Linked DNA regions of Zea mays: region 1 is linked to region 2. The links are chromatin contacts, called in public Hi-C maps. All regions are on one chromosome and are shown on one strand. Each heading gives the region's core, a stretch centred on a gene start, on an enhancer-like site or on the middle of the called end of the contact. The rest is flanking DNA. Distances are from core to core; before and after follow the strand shown. Region 1 has its middle 60 kb from the start of LOC100281459. Region 2 overlaps LOC103632264 (putative pentatricopeptide repeat-containing protein At3g23330).

Evidence for each region. Hi-C and Micro-C count contacts between places; a contact is called where the count stands out from the background.
Region 1: a Hi-C map of ear shows a contact between it and region 2, with 2.1 times the contacts expected there. The contact joins two enhancer-like sites. A contact is called at or near these places in 2 of 25 Hi-C or Micro-C datasets (ear and leaf).

Annotation. Positions count from the first base shown.
Region 1 is chr7:39,887,000-39,893,073 of Zm-B73-REFERENCE-NAM-5.0, forward strand. No RefSeq gene overlaps it. Among protein-coding and RNA genes, the nearest start is that of LOC100281459, 60 kb to the right of the region's middle. Within about 2 kb of position 3,987, at least 13 of the 20 cell types and tissues checked have an H3K27ac peak or open chromatin away from gene starts, as enhancers often do. A contact at or near this core is called in ear and leaf, where this site is marked.
Region 2 is chr7:39,689,339-39,695,670 of Zm-B73-REFERENCE-NAM-5.0, forward strand. LOC103632264 (putative pentatricopeptide repeat-containing protein At3g23330) reads left to right here. Exons shown (of 4, transcript XM_008654078.4): 2 at 380-1,171; 3 at 1,292-1,353; 4 at 1,446-2,286. Among protein-coding and RNA genes, the nearest start is that of LOC103632266, 43 kb to the left of the region's middle. Within about 2 kb of position 2,078, at least 19 of the 20 cell types and tissues checked have an H3K27ac peak or open chromatin away from gene starts, as enhancers often do. A contact at or near this core is called in ear and leaf, where this site is marked.

The sequences.
Region 1 (6,074 bases), core at 2,737-5,236, 200 kb after region 2:
GGTGGCTATCTTTGACAACCCCGATGTTGCTGGAGGACTCTGCAGTTTCGGTTGTGGCTCGGTCCTAGAGCTATCTGGTTTCTCTAGTTAAGCAGTGGCATCTTCGACTACCGCAACAGGTATTACCTCCAAAGCTAAGAAGGTAGCTTCAGAAGATTCAACAACCTCCGTCTTTTTTGAAGTAGGCAGTGCAACATCCTTCTCCAAAAAATAAGACTTCGACCGATGAGTTACAACCTTCATTCTTTTTGGTTTCGGCACAGTAGAAGCGGTAGTTGATGCAATCCTTTTCTTCAGTCCTTGCTTTCGGACCAAAAAGTAGTAATCAAGATAGACAAAACAAATAACATCAAAAACTTTGTTCAGTCTTTTCTTCCCGCGGGCACCGAAGGCAGTATTCATGGTTTCGTCTTCAGCCTTTGTACAAACCCCCAACAAACCATTAGTCGTCGCCTCAATAGCCTCGAGCCATTCATCATCTGGCTCCTCAAACTGACTTGTGTAGCGGTATGTATATTTCAAATAAACAAGGCTGCCTTCAATGCAACTAGTAGTGGTTTCCTTCGGCATCTCCAAATCATTAACAAGGGGCCAAACCTTGAAAGCTATGTGCTCCTAAACTAAATCTCTGGTACCAATGTATATGCACACTATGTTGAAGGCCATCAGACATTCTTGAGCTTTATTACTACCTGCGATCGAAGGTCTTCTAATGTCGAAGCACAATCGAATGGGGCGCTGGATTACGTCCTTCACATCCTCCCTCTCACTCAAATCATTTTTAACATAAAACCATTGCTTCATCCATGAACCCGGCCATTTTTCCGAAAGGTTGGCACATGACACCTCACATCAGATCGGTACACGAAATTGTAGCATCTGAATTTGTTATAATATTGCTCCTTCCTAGTGGCCTTCGTTTGATAAGATAACTCGTGAATGTTTCAAAAACAATCAGCATCCGGTTCTAACCCCTGGCTCTTTATCGCCCAAATAAAAATTCAGACTTTAATTAAAGTTTTGGGAGTAAATTGATGAAGGTATATTTCAAATCTATTTAACACTGCCACCAGCATCCTATGCAAGGGAAAACGAAGACCTGCCTCCATAAAACTCTTGAACACCACCACTTCATCAGCTTCAGGAAGAGGAACATTGTTCTCTCCTCCTGACCTCATAATAGATACATCATGAAAATATATGCCCTTCATTGTTTCAATATGTCCCTTCTTAACGGTGGATTTTCCAAACACAACATGACTTGGCCTCCATGGCCGATCTTCGGCATCATCATTGTCACTCTTGATATCAAAGATTTCGTTGTCACTTGAGTTTCCAGACAGTGCAGCTAACATCTCATCAGTAATTTTCTCAACATTGGTCTTTTCCATGGCTTCGTAGAAACCAGCGAGAGTGGGATCCACGCTTTTCCTCTCTTCGGCCATTTCAGTGTTGATTGCAACAAAAAGCCGAAGCCCAAAAACAGTTGGTTGAAGCTCAAAAACAATTGCGGTCGCAGAGTTAGAAAGCTAAAACGACAAAGCCAACACAAATCTTGATAGCATGAAAAATATTTTCAATGCAAACCCTCATATATATACACAAAGCACCACTGAATGATGGGCCCCACGATACAGAGCGACTCTCTATTCTAGCAAAGGGAAGGTGTTTTTTCGGACCTTAGGCTAAAGGTCTTCGTTCTTTTTGCAGTCTGAATTTGTTACAAAGAAACAAACTAATACTGCGACGGGCTACTGTTGAGGGCCTTCCTCTTCAGAAGGTCCTTAAAAATATGGCTAACCATTTGCTTTCAACATACTACTAATTATTATAGGAGCTTTGTCGTCAAAAAAGCTTCAACATAACACAAGAGCAGCACGACGAAGCAAGCTTCGTCTAATAGGCTTCATTATGATGAAACAGGGAAACAACGTAAGGAGAAGGTGTCTGTCAAGTTAGTAAGTACAAATGGCAGTATTGTCCTTATGACATTTTGTAAACTCTGTATGTAATTGTTCAGGGCATGAATGTAATAACCCACAGAGCCTTACGATTGTCTATAAATAGGTGAACAGTACACGTGTACTGTTTACGCTGGATTGTGATGGCCCTCAGGTCATTACCTTCTAGCGAGCCAAAGGTATCATTGTAATACAATCTTTGAAAATACATTTATATTCATCATGAAATGAATACATAACATGAAGTTACATCCTACGAGTATATTTTCTATACTTGTGAATAATGTAATGTTGTTATTATCCATCATGCCCAGGAGAGAATAATGCTTCGAAGGACGAAAATATTTAACATATCACAAATATGTTGTATTGCTCTTGATTCACAGTAATTGAGAACAAGTGAACAAACAAGTGCATATAGCATATTAGTCTTTTTTTTTTCTACTTCACAACAGATGTACACTCGTTTAAGTAGTCAAAGTCTTTTTCAACTACCAATGTAAGATTAATGTATTAGCTCCTTAGCATTGTTGTGGATCATGTAATACTATTAATTGGCTTAAATGGGCCAACCTATTTAGTCCAGCATATGATGGTGCGATCGACATAGCAGGTACTGGCCGGGCGCTAAACCGGACTGGAGTCGCCGAATTGAATTGCCACAGCTAAGGAGTAAGGCGTCGACGTTACAGAAAAGGACGCTAGAATCGGCGATCCTTCCATTGGCCACTGAAAAGAAAATGACACGCCAAGCTCGAGATGGGAGGGAGGAGCGCCTCTCCGATCCGGACAGATCGCTTTCCTGCAAGGATCTACTGCCATAATGCCCGTGATAGGGAGCATGCCGCCTCCCTTGCTCTGGACAGTGGCCGCCCGGGCCTGCTGTTACAGACTCAACAATTTCGCACACGTTTAGTGCACGTACAAAATACGACATATCGAAATAGGACTTATTTTGCACATGCTTAGGCATGCCAGCAGCTTACGTCCAACCGTGCCCGTCGTCGGTCGTCACAAAAATGGCTGACCGTAGCTCGGGCCGCTTATCAAGTAATCCGTTCACAAATATATGATTGTTGATTTTTTCGAAAACTCTGACCACTCGTTTTGTTCAAAATATTTATTTAAAAATATAAAATTTTAAAACAACTATAAATTACCTTAAATGATAAAACAAATCACAACAAAATAAATAATAACTTTTTTTAATAAGACGAGTATTTTTTTTAAAAAAAGTAAACAATGTCATATATTGATAAATAGAGAAAGTATTTAAGTTACTGTGATCAACCTGTATGCTCAAATTTACCTCTGGAGATTTAATTTACCCTCAAAGTTTGCTTAAAAAAACTTTGGCACCTATATTTCAATTAATAATAGGAGAAGTTGTTGTGGTGGACACCGTTCTTTTGATTAAATTAACTGATTAACATGGGTATTCCGTGTGTTTGCCGAATACCACAACCCATTTAGATGTAGATATTGAACAGTTCTCCAAAATTGTATTGTTTGGTGGCACATAGAATTAATATTTGGGAGTGGAGACCCAATTCTCTGGAATTAGAGTATAACTAGTAATTCTCACTCCCAATACAGAGCATCACCACTCTGTATTACGTGGAATTACACCGCATTGTTTCAAACTCCAAATCTAGTGACACTCAAAACAATAGAATTGGAATTATATTTTATTTCAATATCATGATTGATTTGTATTGAACTCAGTTCAATTCCATACCCCTCCAATACGTCCAAACACATAAAAGAATCGGTTATTTGAATCTGAACTCCGTTCATATTTCTTATTGATTTAATCAAATCCGAAGGATGAGATTGATGGTGAACATTTGCTCTCTCGTTACTCAAGTGGATCTCTTTCTCAACCCCAGTCGACTGACGTCGAGCACCACCCTCACGGGACCGCATCTTATCTTCGTGCAGCTAGCCGCCGCCACGGCCGGGCACCCCCGGCTGGGCCCGGCCCCACGCGTTGAGTGCCGCCTCTACGTGCTGCCGCGTTGGACACCCACGCATGCGCGCTCATGCGGCGAGCCCGTGTGCAATAGAGCGTCGCCACCGTGCGCTGGCACCCCTTTCATTATGTCCTACGTTGCGGCGAGCTCTAGCTCCAGGAGGACGGTGCGGTCGATGTCATCGGTCGTCCCATGCATTGCACTGTCGAGGACATCGATGCAACCACAGCTACTAAAATCTGGCTCTTTGCCGAGTGCTTAGCACTTTGCTAATTGATTTTTATCAGAAATTCGACAAATAAGTCTTTGTCGAGTGACTCACTCGGCAGAGTACTTCTCTCGGTAACGACCACATTTATCGATAGCAGGACTCTCGGCACACGAAAACAATCGGCAAAGATCTCTTTGCCGAGTGTCAATCACTCGGCGAACAACGACGCTCGGCAAAGGGCCATCAGCAGTCGTCTATAGCTGACAGTCGTTATCTTTGTCGAGCGTCAAGTGTAGACACTTGGCAAAAAAGGTACTTTGCCGAGTGTCCCAAGTCTGGCACTCGGAAAAATATTCTTTGTCGAGTGCCATCCTTGGACACTAGGCAAAATATATTTTTATTTGTTTTTCTTTTTCCAACAAAACTTTTTGTGGTTTGTTCCTACACTATGTAGACCTACATGTTTCATTTTGACACAATTATAAAAGTGTTTGATATAACTATTAGATTTTGTTCGTTTAATTGAATTTCCTCGGATAATTCAGATTTGAACTGCAAGTGACTCGAAACATGGCAAATCATGCATGCAAAATAATATTCATGTTATTTAGCACAAGTTACGGCAGATTTAGGATCATACCGGAATTTTTGAGCACCATGCTTACGAAACATGACCGTGAACTTGCCATACAGTTGTTTAAAATTGTATAAAACACAAATAAGGTCAGAAAATCATGAAACTTGTCCACATGTCATGATATCATATGTAAAAGTTGTGATAAAAAATTGAAAACATTTCGTGAAAGTTATCATGTACTCTGTGTAGAAACCAAGGCGGTCTACAATGAAGTTCTATGATTTCACATGTTTGCCCGTGTTTGTTATCCCAATCATTCTCTCCCCCTCGGTGTATGCTTTCAAAGGTAGAACATATTCGTGTCGTTGAAAATTGTCGGACAACCGGGGAATAAAATGGGCCTATACATGGAGCCTTTGATTGATGAATTGATACGTGCTTGGGAGGAAGGGGTACGGACGTATGACCGAGCTACAAAGAAAAACTTCAAAATGCATGTTTGGTACCAGTACTCCATGCATGACTTACCGGCGTATGGGCTATTCTACGCCAGGTGTGTTCATGGTAAGTTCCCATGCCCAAATTGCAAGGAAGCTCTTAGATTCATTTGGTTGAAGAATGCTAGCAAATATTCGCCGTTCAATAAACATCGACAATTTCTCCCTCCTGACCATCCATTCCGCCAAGACAACAAGAACTTTACGAAAGGTGTTGTAGTGACAGACCGCCCACCTGCAATGATGACTGGTGCCAAAATTGGTCAACAGATAGATGGGATCGTGGCCAATCCAAAAGGTGGTTTTGTGGGTTATGGTGAGCAGCATATGTGGACAAGTAAGTCAGGCTTGACTTGGCTCCCCTATTATGACCTGCTCCTTCCACACAGCATTGACGTGATGCACACTAAAAAGAATGTTGCCGAGGCACTTTGGGCAACAATTATGGACATTCCTGATAAGTCAAAGGATAACATAAAGGCAAGAGTGGATCTGGCAGCGTTATGTGATAGACAAACCAAGAGATGAAGCCGCCTAGTGGTGGAAAGACATGGAGAAGGCCTAAGGCCAATTTCGTCCTAAGTAGGTCCCAGAGGAAGGAAGTACTTCAGTGGATCAAGATGTTGATGTTCCCTGATTGGTATGCAACTAACTTGAGTATGGGGTGAACTTATCTACTCTGCGAGTCTTAGGGATGAAGAGTCATGATTTCCACATATGGATTGAACGGATTCTTCCTGCGATCGTTTGAGGCTATGTCCCTGAGCATGTCTAGCTAGCGCTTATAGAGTTGAGCTATTTCTTCTGCCAGCTTTGTGCAAAAGAGTTATCTCGGATCGTAATTGCAGACTTGGA
Region 2 (6,332 bases), core at 828-3,327:
TTTAACTCTGGCCTATCCTAATTTGTTTGAGACCAAAAGACTATTGTTGTTGTTGTTGTATAGAGGTAAAAACTTTTATATTTTAGCATTTTGCAACAATCTTTAGCTGTGTCATTTTCAGAGGACATCAATTAGTAATCATTTGAAGAACATGGTTCTGTTTTGCCAGCTTTCCTTATTCCGTTTGCTCCAGGAAGGAAAACAATGCAACACCTACTTTTTTTTATTGACGCTAGAGCTGCTAGCCTTCACATACTATGTGTCCTGCAATGCTATGGCATCACGGGTTGACATTTTTTTTTTATCTTACCATCCCATTGATAAGTTCTTTTGATTCCCATAACAATGTTCTCTCGGACATGTCTGGCTATAATTTCAGGGAGATTCAATGGGCAGACAGATGACGGAAGTGGAAACAACAAGTCAGATCACCATGTTAGTGGAAACAACAAGTCAGATCACCATGTTATGTTTGGAGGGAATTTATTCCAGTCGGTATCTTGCTCTGGTTCTGGCCATGAACAGCCTCGCCACGCCATCTGGTTCCATCAGCCCTTTCCTTATTGGATGAGCAGGCTCGTTCGCTTTCAGAGGTGACAGCAGGTTTGCTCCTGTGACCCTTTCCAGAATATCATGACTCGCGGATTGAGATCTCGTGATGGTTCATGGTTGCGAGTACTGCGCGCCCGGCCGGCTCCCATGTTGTTGGTTCGGTCCTCGCGATCACAGGCGTGCAGAAGAGTGTCATCTCAGATTTAAGCAAGCTCCTGACTGGAACGGCTTGAGGCGATCTGCTAGCCTTTCGTCGGGGATCATTGTTTGGTGGTATGTCATAATTGCTCCCCGGACTTAGCATGCTTTGTGTAGTGTAGGGTCTGCTAGATCTCCTTTGTAGGCTGTTCCCTCGATTTAAAAGGTGGCGGCAGGCATGTTAATGGCAGGATGATTAGCCATTCAATATATGATTGGAAAGGCCCAACCGCACCGCGCATAACTGTACATCCAGGACGCACAGTGTCATTCGCTGCTGCGTTGTGCATTCCGGCTTCAGTTCTGGCAAAGATCGCGCTTAACGTCGACTGCTGCGGAATCTGCTCGTCTTGAACAGGTAACTCTTGAGCAGCGGGCAAGATGGGTCTCCTGTGTTACATGCGCATCACTGCATCATCAGGTACGCGGTTTGCTGTTTAAATTTGCGATGGGTCTCTCATTTCTTTTCTTTTTCCTACAACCTGTTGGTAGTAGTTGTCAATGAAGAATCTCATGTTTTACACTGTACCGTCAGCTACAGGTAGTACAGTACATCTGCTGCTGGTGCTTACATTACAGTTCGGTCCATCCTGCCATGTGGTGGTCTCCCCCCCCCCCCCCCCCCCCCCCCCCCCCCCCCCCCCCCCCCCCCCCCGTTGCTCTCGGCGAAGTAATGGTGATGTGGGACTTGACAGGGCACTGATAACCAGCCAATCATGGAGACTTGTTGTACCTCGCGCCATTAAGCGGCTCCCCCTTCGCGCCCATGAAGATCTCACGTGGATGGGATCCACTGTCACTGTTGGATGCGAAGGTACGCTCCCTCACAGCCAATCAAGCATCCGGACGTCCGGATGGACGCACGGCCCGTGCCCGTGCCTGTGGCGCTGTGCTGCCGGCCTCGTCGTCCGGACGACCGACGACCACCGGTGGAGCGCACATATGCATGTTTTCTCTTCTCTTGCGAGCGCTGGCTGGTCCTGGGTTGGCTGGCTGGCGGCGCGCGCTTGTCCTTCCTCCGGCGCTCTCTCGTCAGAAGGGGTGAAGAGGGGAAGGCTGATGTGGCACGCGCAGTGTGAGCTGGCGCGGGCGGGCGTCGGCGCCGTCGCTCTCCCGACCTGGTGCTGAGCGCGACGCGGGGCGCCGGGGCCAGGACGATTCGTATTTGTGATTCCCCCGCCGTGACCCGCGCGACTGGACGGATCGGGTTTTCTGGCGGTCGCTGTCGCCGCCAGCAAGATGGGTCGCTGGGCTCTCGGGGGTGGGACGGATGGCAGCGAGGGAGCTCCGTTCTTCCGCCCCTCATCATTGCCCGTCCTGCCAGCTGCTGTCCGTACGCGTGTGGCAGCACGCACACGCCCGTATGGGTTCTTGTTATATGTTTGTACTGTACTAGGCGCGCCAAGACGATGAGGCTGGATCTGGTGCCTGTTACCGTAGGACAGATCCATTATCGATTACTCATCGTAATTCTTATGTACCGTACTATTACATTCACAGTCACTTTAACGTTATATCAACCTTTTCTTTTGCATACTTATGTCTGAAATAAAACATAATATTCTATTACAAAACATTCATCAAAAATAAATATTTAAGAAAACAAAAATCACATAATACATAAAAACAAATAAAAATTATATTATTTGAAAAAAATACATTATTCATAAAACCAATTAAAAATTACATTACTTGAAAAAAAAATTAAAACTATATAGTTCATAAAAATAAAATAAAATTTCTTTGTGCAGACTCTAGATATGCTCTATTAAATTATTTTAAAGCTGATCATGCATCAATCTAGTATGGATTAATGTCTCACGATTGACTGTCGTTGTTGCTTAGGGTGATGGTTGGTGATGCAACAAAGAATTTGACTATATCATAGTCATCCATATCGTATGATTCTCCATGTTCATTCTTAATAATCATTCTCCAGAATGATACATGCAAAAATGACCACACTAAGTATTTTATAAGAAAAAGAAAAATATGGGCTAGGAGGATATGGAAGCGAGCCTTGAGGACCTCAAATGCTCTTTCCACGTCCTTCTGTTCGCCCTTTTGGCATGTAGCAAACATCCACATCTTCATAGTTTGAGGCAAGGGAATGGTTTTCAAAACACTATCACACCTAGATTTAAGGGCAAACCCCGACGCGTCTCAAATGTGTGCTAGAATTAAGTCTCACACATATGATTACTCATGATACAGAAATCAATGTCATATTTTTATTACATAATAGGAGTTCTATACAAAATAGCTAAATAATTACATCATATGACGACAACGATACTCCGCAACCATAGTTAACTGGGAGACGATGACATATACATCTTCGAACTCATCGTAACGTCCTTCATGCTCCTCATCTTGCGGTACCTGTTCTTGACCTGGTGTTCGTTTAGCAAGAGTGGCTCACATACATTCATCGCTCAACAAGTTGTGGGGAATAATGTGCATGAGCTCACTTATGGTGAAGGCTCATGTGTAACGCTTACCAAGAAAAATGGTTAAGGCTGAGCATCATATTTAAAGTTGTTCGAAATTTTATTAGCATTTATTAAGTATAAGTAGATATCATCCCAATTAAATAAGAGATCACAATTAATAATAAATCCCACAATGCAATAAAATGATAGATTAAATTTAATTCCATAAATTAATCATGCGAGAGTCTTGAGTCGCTCTTGACCGTGAGCAGGGTTGATATAATAGTTTTACACTATGCAGAGGTTGTACCCTTTATCTAGAAGTCGTGTTACCCATTTGCCAAGGGATCACAACTTCTCATTCATCTCTACCGAGGAGATGAGGTAGGGTCCCACTACGAGGCCTTTACAATGTTCCACTAGTTTCAGAAAACTCGCTACAGTTTCTTGGAGAAGGGGGCGACATAGAAATCCCTCATCTAAAAAGCCATCACAACATGATTGATCCAAAAATCTCCATATACTGGCAGCTCCTGACACTGTGGTTGCCCCTTTTGGTAAGATAGTCCTCCATTAGCTTTCCTAATTAGTTAGCCAAGAGTGTCCCATTCCACCCTTGTGGTAGCACTGTTATCTTAGGTTAAGCTCCATGTTCCAATTAACACAATAATCTTATCATGAATAATAAATAATCCAACAATAATGATATAGCATGATCATAATTTAGATATAATATTAATCTCAAAAACTAGGCAGAGCAATAGCAAGACTACCCAATAGTTCATTTGTTTGTAAGGTGTAGGATAAACAGAACTAGGGTAACCTATTAGGTCCCATCAAGTTAACCTAAGCATGTCACGATGATTATCGAGAACATTATTAGGTTAAAGAAAGTGATCAAGGACACAACTTGCCTTTTTCTTGCGATTCTAGATACTTGAGATCCAGGTGCCTCGTATCCTCGATTCTATTCGTAGCAAAACCTATAGATTAGCAAACCATACTTAAATATAACATTGCATCAAACATAAAAACAAACTGCGTAAGAATATTCTATGCGTTTAGATGAAACTGTAGGTTTGAGAACCACTAAAAACAGAGTTAAAACGAGGAAGATACATTTTTTCTAAGATTCCTGGATTTATTTTATACTTAAAAATCAATTTCAGAATTACTTTATAATTATCATATTTTCTTTAGACTGCCGATACAATTTTTAAAAGGCCAAGGATCTAACTGAAATGATATGGACCTAATTCTTATGTTTTTTAACTGAGGTGGACGACGAGTTAAATAATATAATTTACATGGACTCTTTAGCAAGATTGTGTGGCCGAAGGGGTATCATTATGCTCGGGCCATTGGATTCAAAGCTCACGGCTGAGATTAGATGCAAACAATCCCGAATCGGCATGCGATCACGACCGTAGGATCGAAGATCGATGGTCATGATTTTAAAATATCCCGATCCAATCACTCCCATCCGATACACATCCAACCGCCCTAGACAATCCTGTCAAAAGGGCATCAACGCTCTAATCTGAGCTGCTCCCCACGTGATCCACGGTCTGGGACCGCACTCCTCCCTTGTAGGTTAGATGCGGCGGCGTTCTTCGTAACCACGACGACGATATTGTCGCCGAGGTCAGTATGGCGCCCTGGTACGCGGTTTTCACCATGGACATCCCCCACACGAAATGGAGAGGGCTGTGAACAATAAGGGGAAGGTCTTACCGGTGCCGATGTAGTATGATGCCTCGCCGTCGACGAATGGTGGCTTCACCGCGAGCTTTTGACTCCAATGAGCAATTTCTAGTGCCCCGCGCTCCAATTGTGCTCGGCGAGGCCACAAGCACCATCCTAGGGACAAGTTGAAGCTCTCAGGCCCGAGCTCGCGCTTCCAACAACAACAGGGATACGTGTCCATGGCATCGGACCTTCTCCTCTTCTCTTTCGTCCCCCCTCTACCCGCGACGACTTCACGTCCTGGGTGGCTTCGGGGCTCAACATTCCTTGGTCGATGGAAAGGGGCGAGGCCCCACATTTATATCCCGGAGCAAAGTCCGCCCCGATAGACCTCCGTTCTTCCTCCGTGGCGCTTCTTGGTGGTGGTGATACACGACATGAGATGTGAGGTGCCCAGGTTTATATGGAGGAAGGGGGTCCCGGTGCCTGCCCCCAACAACCGAGCCCTGCGCGGTAGATATGGAAGTTTGTTGGGATTGAGGGCAGCAGAGGATGGAGTTTGAGCGTGGGATCCGCCCTTAGCGTGGATGAAGATGGCTGACGAAAAGGCCCACATGCCAGGGAAAGGCTTGCTGTGAAAATGGGCCCACACGTCAGCGATCCATGTGCATATGCACCAGTGGCGAACTGCTGATGGGTGGGCCGATGATGTCAGCGACTTGGTGGCTGCGGGCGCGCGGGGAACATCGCACGACCATGCGGTGGTTGGGTTGTGCAGTAAGGACGGTGGGAGGCATGGTGAAGGAGAGCTATTGGGCCAGGGGGATTTGGCCTAGCGACAAGTAACATTTCTTTTTTCTTTTTCTTTTGTATTTTCCATTTTTCTTTCTATTTTATTTTCAAATCTCACTTTCAAATTTGGTTTCCAGTTTCAAACTCAAACTAAATGCACAACAAAACACCAGCATGAAGTGCAATAACATCAATTTATAGTTATATTAATTATTTTGTTCCCTTTGTAAATGCTCAAAATATGCCATGCACACATATTATCTCATTTTAGAGAAAATATAATTTCCAATGTAAACTATATTTCAGAAAATAGTTTAACATGATTATTTTAAGAATATATCTATACACTTCAACTAGAGTTAATTTAGTTTATATAAGTATCTTTTTGTTTAATCTTTTACGAGAAAGTATATTTGTTTTGGGATAGGTAAATTTCAAAGGTAACAAGGTTCTTATTAGATGATATTTTAAACCAAAGATTTGGAGAAATATTAACAAACTCCCAAAATAGGATTTTGGGTGTTACAAACACCGACCACCGAGAGTATATGCCATCAGCGAGGTAATACCCTTGGTTGTACTCATGTTCATTCACCATGAAATTCACATTTGGTGCTTCTCTCTTGAGCACATCAGTAAACAACATTGACTGGTCAAACCTGTTGACATCAT